2 separate regions of the Mus musculus genome follow, and region 1 is linked to region 2. The links are chromatin contacts, called in public promoter capture Hi-C maps. All regions are on one chromosome and are shown on one strand. Each heading gives the region's core, a stretch centred on a gene start, on an enhancer-like site or on the middle of the called end of the contact. The rest is flanking DNA. Distances are from core to core; before and after follow the strand shown.

Region 1 (5,324 bases), core at 1,937-4,436, 170 kb before region 2:
GATCTCATGGAGGATACAAGGATTTCCCCAAGGGGGACTCCTTTCTCTGTGATAACTCCAGGATGTGTCAAGTTGACACACAAACCCAGCCAAGACAGCTTCCCAAGTGTCCGGATCTAGAAGGTGGGAGGTGATGGGATAGAAGGTCACTAACTTTCCTCAGGGCCTGTGGTTCCAGGCACTTTATTATTACCAAGTGGAAGAGAGATTCTACTGCTCAGAGCTGTGGTGTAAAGAAAGAAGAACTTCAATCCTGTCGTAGTGAGTGTTACGGGGTAGACTGTTAAGCCAATAGAAAGTCTTTATTAGCTGGCTAGGGATTACACTGGGCGTTCAGGATCCCAGGGTAACACCAAGCCTCTCTCAGGGTGAGCTTTTAAGTACAAAATCCATGTTCAGTTACCAAGAACACTTAACCATAAGCAGAACTACAGAAGCCAAAAGAAGCACCATTAGTACATTTAGAGACTTTCCCAGAACTATGGGCTTTGATGGATTGGGTCTTTGTTTTTGCAGCAGATGGAGCTGTCTACATGCTAAGTTTTATGGCCTGATTGGCGCTTCCATCACAGAATCGGCTATGCTAACGTCTGGGGGCCGTTACAGTAGGAACTGGCCTAACTTGTGTTGTCATTGAATAGCATGATAGCTGAAGGCTTGCTACACACCGGGTCCGCTAACTACTTTGCATGTGTTGTGTAGTCCAACCCTCTCTACTCTATGAAATGTCGTCATTCATTTTCTGATGAGGAAACCAGGGTGTGGAGGCTGGGAACATTGCTGAGGTCATGTGGTTTTACATACCAGAGCCAAGGTTTGAATAGGGAGCCTGTGCCTGTGGCCCTTGCCTTCTACTTCCCTTGGCGCACCATCATTGGCTAACGAGCTCTCTTAGCATGGTCATTGGCCAGCAGCAGCTCACCTCTCTAGGGTTACACATTGCTAGTCGAGACTATATAGAGAAAGTGTTATCATCAAAGTCTCTCAACTTTTCCTTGGCTTTCTCCCAGTTATTTGATGTTTCATTGTGACTAATGGTTGGGTAGAGCTTTCTATGCCTGCTCTCACCCTTATGCTCCGAATTCTATCTTCTATGTAGAAAGTTACGTTATTTCTTCTCTGAAAATTCTGTCACACCCACAGGTAATTTAGGAATAATCGTTTGCTTTCCATTTTTCTCTCCCCTTCCTTCTTCCTTCTTTTCCTTCCTCCTTTCATTTTGTTATGGTTTTTATTTTGAGACAAAAAAAAAATCTCACTTTGTAGTCCAGGTTACTCTCACTAGGTAGCCTCAGCTTGACCTTGAACCTGTAACACTCCTACTCTGGATTATGGGTGCAAGCTTCTACACTCAGCCTGACTTTTTTTTTTTAATAAAATTAAAATTGTTCTTTTGATGACTTAATTTATATGTGCATATTCTTTCTCCCCCTTCCCCAACCTCCTTTCCTCCCCCCCTTGCTTCCTCCCCTCCTCCTGCTCGTTGGACTAGTGAAGGTGGAACCCAGGGCCTCAAGGATGTTACACGAGCACTCTACCAGCATGCTACACCCGAGCCAGGGAGTCTTCTGCTCTGCTCCTGTTACCTCATCACAACAGACTAAAGTCATCCTAGGAGGGGAATGAAAGAGCTACTGCCAGCAATGCTTTAAGCACAACGCAAAACCAACAGAGATTTAACCAACTCCTTCGATTTGGCAAAAGAAAAAGGCAAGTTAGCCCAAGGTCACGCCATCAGTTGACACCTTGTTGAGTGCATTATCTGTGTTAGTTCACATTATCTTTATGTTACTATAAGGTCTGTTATCATCCACTGTATGAGTGGAAGGGAATGTAGCTGTGGCATGTTGGCAGTTTGTTTGAAGCAACATGATTCATAATTGTTAGGGCTGTGGTTTTGAGGTGGCATGATAGACATCAATATAATAAGGATTATATATGAATAAAGGATTTGGCTAATGAAGAATACTGTGTGACTAGAAGCTTTGGTAGTCATGGGCAAGAATTTAATTGGCAGGATGTATTTTCTTAGGCACACAGCTACATCACAGTTCTTAGCATCCTCTGGAGCTGGGTGTGGCCCAGGATGCAGCCAAAGGATGTGATAGATGATGCCATTTTTGAGTTTATCTGTTCCTCTGACCTAGGATAGGCTCCATAGGAGGCTGGAGCCATTAGGTAGACAAAACATGGAATCCTGGTACCCATATGGAAGAAGAGTATTTTCTTGGTACTGCAATGTAAATGGAAAAAAAAATGATTGAAGGGGTCTGTTTGCTATTGCAATTTCGTTTACTAGGACATTGTACAGCAGTTAAGAGATCTGGAAGTCCGAGCAAGCCCACTCACCTAGTAGGGAAGCAAGTATTTGCTATGCAACATGAGAATCAGCTTCAAATATCTCCCAGCCATCAGTCAGCAGCCTCCATTTTGCATGTTTAGAGGACCGTGACAAGCGTTGGTTCCATCGTGACCCATGGTCTGTGCCACAGATATACTTTCAAGTCAAGTGATACAAACTGGATTAGCACTTCTTACACAAGGACATCAGGGGTCCTTGCTTCTGCCTGAAGTTTACAAATTCCTTCATCTAGGCATCGCAAGCTTTCTAAATGACCCACACCACAACCGATGTTTTATCTTTGAAAACAATGTGGAATTGGTGACTCCACAGAAGTGTGTGGCTAGCTTTTCTGGTGACTCAAACATAAAGTCTTCAAAACATATCTGGAGGATTTATATGATATTAAAATCTTTCAGATGATGAGCACACCCATATCTTTCTATTCAGAAGACAGATGGGAGAAAAATGCAGTTTGGGGCAGTTACTCCAGTGCTCCTGCTTCCCTCCTCCCCTCCCTCCCTCCCTCCCTCCCTCCCTCCCATGCTTTCTTTTCCTTTCTCCCCTGCTCTCTTATTCATGAATCCACTTTATTATCTGCAAATACTAAGGGCTGTATTTTATTATACATTTCTTGGCCTTCTAGCTGCACTATATTAAGCTCTGTGGACTCAGACTTGTGTGTTGTCCTATAAGCCCGTGTCCCTGGGCCCTGACTCTTTCCCTCTTTCTTATCCCAGGTCTTTCTTTTTCTCTTACTATCATTTAACACTTACTAGCTCCACACACACAGCGCTATTCTCCATGCAAACAGCCGCACTGTGCCATACTGGCCAGGAGAGGGCATCAGGAGACCACAAGCCAGGTAAACCTTAGCATTGTGGTCGGATTTTTCCTTCCCTTTGGGAGCAGGAAACCCGACGATAGACAATAACAGGTTCTGGATGGTAATGTATGTTCCTAGTTCCCCGATTCTTTATGCCAGCAATGACGTTTTGGGTAGCAATTGAAACAGTAAGTTGTCTTTTCTTGATATGACCTCCAGCCGATCGCAACCGGGTCCAATCTCCCCGCGCAGCTACTGTACTGGTCTTCCCTAGTGTTAGGCACTTGCTGGAATAAACTGTGCGGGGAATTTCCAAATCCTAAGAAACCGCCACACCACAAGCTCACTTCCGGACTCTTATCATCTGGCCTATCCTGAATACATCTAACCCATTTCAACGCAAGCTAGAAAAAGTATGAAAGCCCTTCAGTAAGATGTCCTCAAAAATCCCTCGCTGTACCCAAAACGCATCTTTCATATTTGTTCTTCAGGAGCTTTGCGGGTTTGAGTGGGCGTCAGGGTGCAACCTCTGCAGCCCGCTGCAGTCCTGCTGGGTACAGGCCAGTTATTTACCGTCTCCAAACAGGCCTTTTACTGTGAGAAAATCGTGAGAAGGAGGAAAAGGGGAAATCATTTGGGCCAATTATCTCTGGCCGCTGTGGAAAATCAGAGACTATAGCGGCCACAGCCAGAAACAATATTTTTCTCCTGGGGCAGATTCTCTGCTAGAGTCAGAGTCATCAACTCCTGCAAACATGGCCCGAGTAACCAAGCACTTTATAGTCAGCCAAGATACGGCAAGCCATAAATTTAGAAGCCCAGGACTGTCCAGGGAAGCAGGGACTTAGGTTTTTTAGTACATCTCACACTAATTGCATAAACAGAGGCTCAAAGGCTCCAGATCAGAAGCCTGTGGAATCTTGTTCTCTAGTCTAGGCCATTTTCTCCCTCATCTCCTACTGCCCACTGAAGGGATCTCTCTAGAGGGCTGCTATCTTTTTAAGATGATGCAAGGATACAACTGTAGATTTTTTTTTTAAGATTTATTTTATTTATATGAGCACATTGTAGCTGTTTTCAGACACACCAGAAGAGGGCATCAGATCTCTTTACAGATGGTTGTGAGCCACCGTGTGGTTGCTGGGAATTGAACTCAGGACCTTTGGAAGAGCAGTTGGTGCTCTTAACCACTAAGCCATCTCTCCAGCCACCCCCCTTCAAAAAAAACCCCAAAACAAACTGTAGATTTTAATCTGGATGTGTGTGTGTGTATGTGTTAGTGTACAAGAGGCAAATATGTTTTTTAGAAAGAAGGCTATGTGTGATCTTCTACCAAGAGAGGGCGCCCTCTGAGTGAGAATTTTGCTGTTTAGCCTTTTTTATTATTATTTATTATTTTTTTTTAATGTCAGGAAACAAAATAAGCCAACTTTAACTAGATCGCTGGGTTCTAACTATACAAACTCGGGTTTGGAAACCTTGGGTCTATCCTAAGAAAATATTTGGCCCAGTAGAGCTGGCAAAACTAGGCTATGCCCACTTGGCCCCAGAAAACTGGCTCCCTCCCTCCCGTGTCACCAGTTTCCCAGCTTGCTTCGGTTGTCCTTTCTTCCTCCTCTGAAAAGCTCCTGGCCACAGTTCTGAATCCTAAATGGTTCCCTTCGCGGTTCAGCTTCCTGGCCTCTGAATCTCAGAACCCTGCACAGCCCAGGACTAGAGCACACACAAACTGTTATTCTAGGGTGCCTTGCTGTCTGGACTGTGGAGGCCTCAGACAGTAATTACTCACTCTACCCTCATTCCCAGCCTCAGGTCAGGCCCAGCAGACCTGCGACAAGGGTTTGTCACACTGGCGTGTTCACAAATCAGTCCCATCGTTTGACCATTATGGAGGTGTTGTCACAAGTGGTTGAGATTATCCCAGAGAGTCTAAAATCTATAGCTCTGTTGATTTGAGTTTCTCTGCTGAGGTGCTGGGGCAGGGGAGGAGTGGGGGAGGCGATTACTTTGCATGCCAAGGACTGTATCTGAGTTTTGGACAAAGAATAGGACATGTAGGTGTGAATTCCTCTTCTGGCACAAATATCTTGGCTGAGCCACCCCGACTCTCCTATCGTCTTTATTTCCTCTCCTGTGTTGAGAAAACCTTCAGGAGAG
Region 2 (5,495 bases), core at 1,168-3,667:
CTAAATTCAGCAGAGGACCTGTCTGTCACACCTTTGCCACACTAAGCTGTCTAGAGGACATTCTTTGGTAAGCACAGAATGACAGGACTCCTTATGACTTGATACTAGCAGCAAGACTTGTTCCTTGGCTTTACGACATGCCCTCTGACATATTTGATATATGTGGACAGGTGTCAATAGGGTGACAGAAAGGGTTCATTCTCAACAGGGGTCATGCTCAACAGCCTCTTTTATAAAGGAGCTCCTCCACGGACACAGGATTGCAGAACCAGGGGTGGGGAGTATGGGGATGGGGAAACGCCAAGGCAGATGCTATCCATTCTGAAACATCCTTTCCCATGGACCTCTCTCTCTGTGGCTCCCACTCTGTCTCCCTTTTCTGAACTCTACCCCGCACTTCTTTGTTCTCAGCTGTGTGCCTACAATTATTATTATTATTTTTTTTTTGGTCTGTCTTATCCAGCGTTTCAACAGCTGAGACCAGGAGCTTGGGTGGCTGCGTAGTCAGTTCATCTAAGAAGGCATCTCCTCTCCAGCACACAGGAGGCAAAGGCAGGGATATCTCCATGAGTTCCTAGTCAGGTCTTCACTGTGAGACCTGGATCTTCCACCCCACACACCCTAAAGAGACATTTTCTCATAAAGGAAACAGGTTGGATTATTTATGTAAATCGTCAATAACAGGCCTTAAACAAAAAAGGTGTTTTGTTTTGTTTTATTTACAAAAAAAAAAAACAAAAACAAAAACCCAACTATTTAAAGCCAGTTTACAAAAGCTCCAAGGTCACATTTGCCACAGCACAGACAAATTACAATTTTATTCACCTCAACATTAATTTCTTTTTCCTACAGGACAGAAGAAAGCCATTGTAGATTCTTTTGTGGGTGGGTGGGTGGGGGGGACCTGCATGAAAGAAAACCTGCTTGGTAACATGATTGTATTCTGTATTGACAAAAATAAAATAACGTGTGTGTGTGTGTGTGTGTGTGTGTGTGTGTGTGTGTGAGAGAGAGAGAGAGAGAGAGAGAGAGAGAGAGAGAGAGGCAGACAGACAGACAACATATTTAAACATGTACAATAAAGCAGTTTGAATTTGGTCTCTTGTTTCTTCTATGGTCCTGTTCATTCCCTTGGGCCTCTCTTAATCCATCAATATTTCTGTGGTGACAAAGTTCCGATCCCATGAAAGCACACAATCATGACTGGTCCTTTGGCAATCTTTGACAATCCTCCACATTGGTTTCCTTGTTGGATGAGTGTGAGTGGATTGCTTGTTTCAGTAATAGTTTACACCTGTGAGAAAGCTTACAGGCTACCACTAAAACTGCAAGGAAATTTGTCTTGAAGCAATCTTTCCCGTGTTTTGGAATAACTTACTTTCCTTCTGTCCTGTACAAGAAAATCCATGCTGAGGCAAATAAAACAGTGATCTGTCTGTTTTTTGGCAAATGTGACCGTGGGGCTTTTGTAAACTGGCTTTCAATAGTTTTTTTTTTTAACCACTTTTTTTCCCCTTCTAGTATTGAAAAAATTGTGTTTCAGTTTATTCCTGAAAAACAAGAGGGAATGATCATTAAATACCACTTTGGTAGGCACTGGGATATTCTACGGCCCTCGACTATTTAAGGCAGCACAGTCTTTGACCCATTTTACAGATTAGGCAATTTGGCTTTCCAGGCGGTCTTGGCAATTGAGTGGTGTTTGCACTTATCTTTGAACTCCCTACTTTACTCAAAGCCAGGGTTGCAGATTTCGGCTGAGTAAGACTCAAATGAACAAAAAGATCTTTGAGTTGCAAGACCTAAATTATGCAAGCTGCAGAAATCCAGGTACCTTATCTTTCATATCATTTGTACCCACAAAAATCTTGTCCATTGTGATCTGATTTCTTAATTGTGACTTCCTTGCCCTTCTGCTGATTCTAAGGGATTGATTCACAAAACACGGTTTCAAAATGTATACCAGAAAGAAGAGCATTTTTAAAAAATTATATATATATATAAAACTAGCATCTGACCTCTGAGACTTTCAAGCATTTGTGTTCGGTCCCTCTCCCCAAATGTCTTCCAGAGACCTTTCCACCTTCAGAGAGGTAGGGGGTAGGAATCTCACGCAGGTTTGAAGGGTGTGGAGGTGAGTATAGGATGTGCTGGCCCTACTTCCAGAAGTTTCCCTACTTCTTCAGCCCTTCCTTCTTTCTCCAGATAAGCGACAGCTTTTTTTCTAGTATTTTTTAACTCGGCATTCTTCTTAACCTTTGCTTAGCCCCGCCTGTCTTCAGATCTGGAACCGCCCTCTTAACCTCCGCTCCCCACCCCCGCCCTCCCACGTCCCGCCTCCTCGACCAAGTCCCGCCTTCTCTCTTCCCTGCCAATCAGGTTGGGGTCACCTTGTGACCCCGCCCCCGATCTCTCTAAGGGCCAGTGAGTGACCTGCGCTCCGGGCGCTGTATCCTGGCTGCGGAAGGATGGCGGGGGCCGCATGCTGCTTCTCGGACGAGCAGTTCCGGGAGGCTTGTGCTGAACTCCAGAAACCGGCGCTGACCGGGGCCGATTGGCAGCTCCTGGTAGAGGCCTCAGGCATAACCATCTACCGGCTGCTGGACCAGGTAGCAACTGACCTGCCCGCTGGAGGAGGTCAGGGGCCTGGGCCCCCTGGTTAGGACTCGCCAAGGGTACTCCACTGCTCTGCAGGGGTGACTAGGCTCCTTGGAGCTACTTTACCCTGTGTAGATCTTATGCGGCTGGCAGGTTGTCCGAGCTCAGCCTCAGGTCATTCCTGTTGCTAGACTTCTGAGTTGTAATTTATGTTTTACTCTGCAGCGTTTGCAAAAAAAATCAAACGGCCTGGGAGTAGGGAATTGTATTTAACGGCTCGTGGTTGAAGATGGGGCGAGGTGCCAAAGAAACCCACCCGGTCTAGGATCTGGACTTTCACTGGGAGTGGGTATAACGGGTCCAATACAGGGTTTCCGAGATCGAGCTGGAGTGGCGTGCCCGTGGACATATAGGAGTGTGTGTTTATCTACATTCACAAGAGAGAGGCATTTGGCAGCAATCAGCTGATAGAAAACAGAAAATGAGTAGTTTGGAAGTTTAGCCCAACTTCAGTCCGTTTGTTTGCTAGGAAAATTGAAACATTGGTCTATTCATTCCTACACCATGCCAGTGTCTGCAGAGAACATGTTTCCTTTTGCCAGATGGGTGCCAGTTCTGTATGGGGTACAGAAGGGCCATGTCCTGAGGCAGGTAGGAAAGAGACAAGACTCATGGACTGGATGTTCAGAGCTGGCCAAGAGGTAACAGTAGCAATTCCATCAATTTAGTGACTGTCTTCTGTGTGGGTGTGATCTAATTTTAAGGTCTATTTAATAATTCGGTTGTGAAACTTCATGCAGAAAGAGCAATGGAGGCCGGAGGAGGAGTGTAGTTGGTTGTTAAGCATCTTGAGGCATCTTAAGAAGCCATTGGAACCAAGTAGCTAGTCAGGTGGGAGAAACTGGAGGTTTGGCATCAGTTGCTTTGCTGTAGGCAACAGAAGTTCCTTGGCACAAGATCAGACTGGTATAGCAAAGGATTCCAAATACTGATCTATTATGGGAGCCTTGGCTTTCACAGGTGAAGGAAGCAGACATGGAGGAATGGCGTAACTGTGTCACAGAGGCAGAGAAGTTCAGGACAGATGCAGTTGGAGGGTTTATAACCTAGTGCGAGACATTTGTGGAACAAGTTGGATTAGACGGAACTGTGTGAAGGTGGATGGCGTTTCTGGCGTGCAGAGGTGGCCTCCCTACAGCTGAGGTCACCCAAGCTTCGTCTGTGAGGTTACATCGCAGCCTGGATCTACATAGTTTCACAGTCCTCTGGGGTTAGGGCTACTTTGTGAGGTTGGCAATAGGAAATTCTACTGTATGCCTCTGCCGTGTCAGAGACAGGAACTCACTGACGATAATTATCAGCCTGGAGGATGGCTTTGTGCCGTGCCCCACTTAAACTTCAGTGCACAGAGAGAACCTCTAGCTGCCCTTTTGTCTTTTCGCTAATTGTGCTCACATGCATCCACAGGTGTGTGCTTCTTACAAGAGACCCCGTGCCACATACAGCACACAGAACTAGCATCCTATTGAGACTTTAACAACTCCCAGTGTGAAACTGGACAGGACACTTTGAGGCAAAACTCCTGCTCTCTCCCTGCCCTTACCCTGCCAGCCACATAACCAGGCACTCGCTGAGTTGTGTGTCAGGTATCAGAACTCCATCCCTCCCCTTTCTCTTCCGTTTTGAGTTTGGCTTCTCAGCACCTCTCACCTCATATTGCCTCATCTTTATAACTGGTCCCTTGGCCTTCTGCCTGTTGACTGTCTCCTATCCCAAATGTTCAGCACCCGACAGCCAGTTTGTGATCTTATCGATGTCATCCTTAGTCACAGAATTACTACCAGTCATTGTGATAGCCAACACTTGCAGCATACTGTCATGTAATCTGGGCACCAGATACTTGGCAGATATTGACTTACTCCGGTCTAATGTCAGCCCTAGGGTAGATGCTATTGATCATCACCTTTTTGCCCATTTGGAAAGGAGTGTGTGGAGGAAATGAGTTGGTTGGTTTGAAATTATCATCAGCCTCTGAACCCAGCTGTTTGGTCCCACACTTGTTTCTTAAAACCCTTTGTCTCTCTGGACAGAAGGCACAGGCCGGGTGGAAAGCTAAGTCTCAGTTCACCTTTTCCTGCAGCATCTGCCCATTCCCTTGGATGTAGGCCATCCTCTGTACATGAACATAAAGACATCACGGTTCTAGGAAGGTACATGATATAGCCAAGGCTTGGGATTCAGAGGTGTTCCCAGGGTAACACGCAGGCTTTCTGTCCATGAAGCCCCTTCCTTACTCTACCTCCTACATCATTCTTTGGTAGAGAACCTGGAATATAGAATGGACTATGCTGAGAGAGATGGACTGCCTCATTATTAATGTATGGAAAGAGAGACCAAAGACTGGTTATATACCCATTCGATGGTTATTGATGCTCTACAGTGATTTAAGTGACATGACACTCAAAGAGAGTGTCCTTTCTGAAGGTCCAGTGGTTTGCTTAGGAAGATACTGTGCAGGTTGGTTAGACTAATGGGCTTTTAAGGATCATGCTTAGCATGTTGTTGATGGCCTCAAGGTGGCCATTGGTGAGTGACTGATTTGCCTTCCATCCTCCTCATCCGAGGCAGTTGAGGTGGTCATCTTGCTGTTCCTTGTGGTTTTCCCTTTAGCATCCTTTATTGAAATGAGGATGGAAGGAAGACAAACTGCACATATAAATGCAGCTGTGACGGGTTTACTGTGAGGTTTTGAAAGGGTTAAGAACAAATTCAGAGGCTTTGGAGCACTCTTCGATGATATACGTTATATTTTAAATAAAAAAGTAAATTTTGCCATCTTTTAAAGTAGATGCAAATGATTCTGTGTAGCTCAGGTTATCCTGGAACTCTGGATGATC

What was found. Promoter capture Hi-C pulls out the DNA fragments that hold promoters and counts their contacts.
Region 1: a promoter capture Hi-C map of hippocampal neurons shows a contact between it and region 2, with 6 times the contacts expected there. The contact joins the enhancer-like site here to the promoter of Pctp in region 2. A contact is called at or near these places in 25 of 39 promoter capture datasets (the 3T3-L1 cell line, 3T3-L1-derived adipocytes, the C10 cell line and 15 more), 2 of 15 datasets of contacts at CTCF or cohesin (CD8 T cells and stem cell-derived epiblast-like cells), 119 of 484 Hi-C or Micro-C datasets (3T3-L1-derived adipocytes, B cells, B-cell progenitors and 76 more), 31 of 115 datasets of contacts at active chromatin or transcription factors (the 230-238 cell line, the HPC-7 cell line, the NIH/3T3 cell line and 23 more) and 5 of 9 other capture datasets (adipose tissue, embryonic tail, liver and 2 more).

Annotation. Positions count from the first base shown.
Region 1 is chr11:90,168,038-90,173,361 of GRCm38.p6, reverse strand. No RefSeq gene overlaps it. Among named protein-coding and RNA genes, the nearest start is that of Gm11494, 27 kb to the right of the region's middle. Within about 2 kb of position 3,186, at least 39 of the 459 cell types and tissues checked have an H3K27ac peak or open chromatin away from gene starts, as enhancers often do. A contact at or near this core is called in adipose tissue, beige adipocytes, cardiac endothelial cells and 8 more, where this site is marked.
Region 2 is chr11:89,999,816-90,005,310 of GRCm38.p6, reverse strand. Pctp (phosphatidylcholine transfer protein) reads left to right here and starts at 2,417. Exons shown (of 6, transcript NM_008796.3): 1 at 2,417-2,609. The coding sequence starts at 2,469.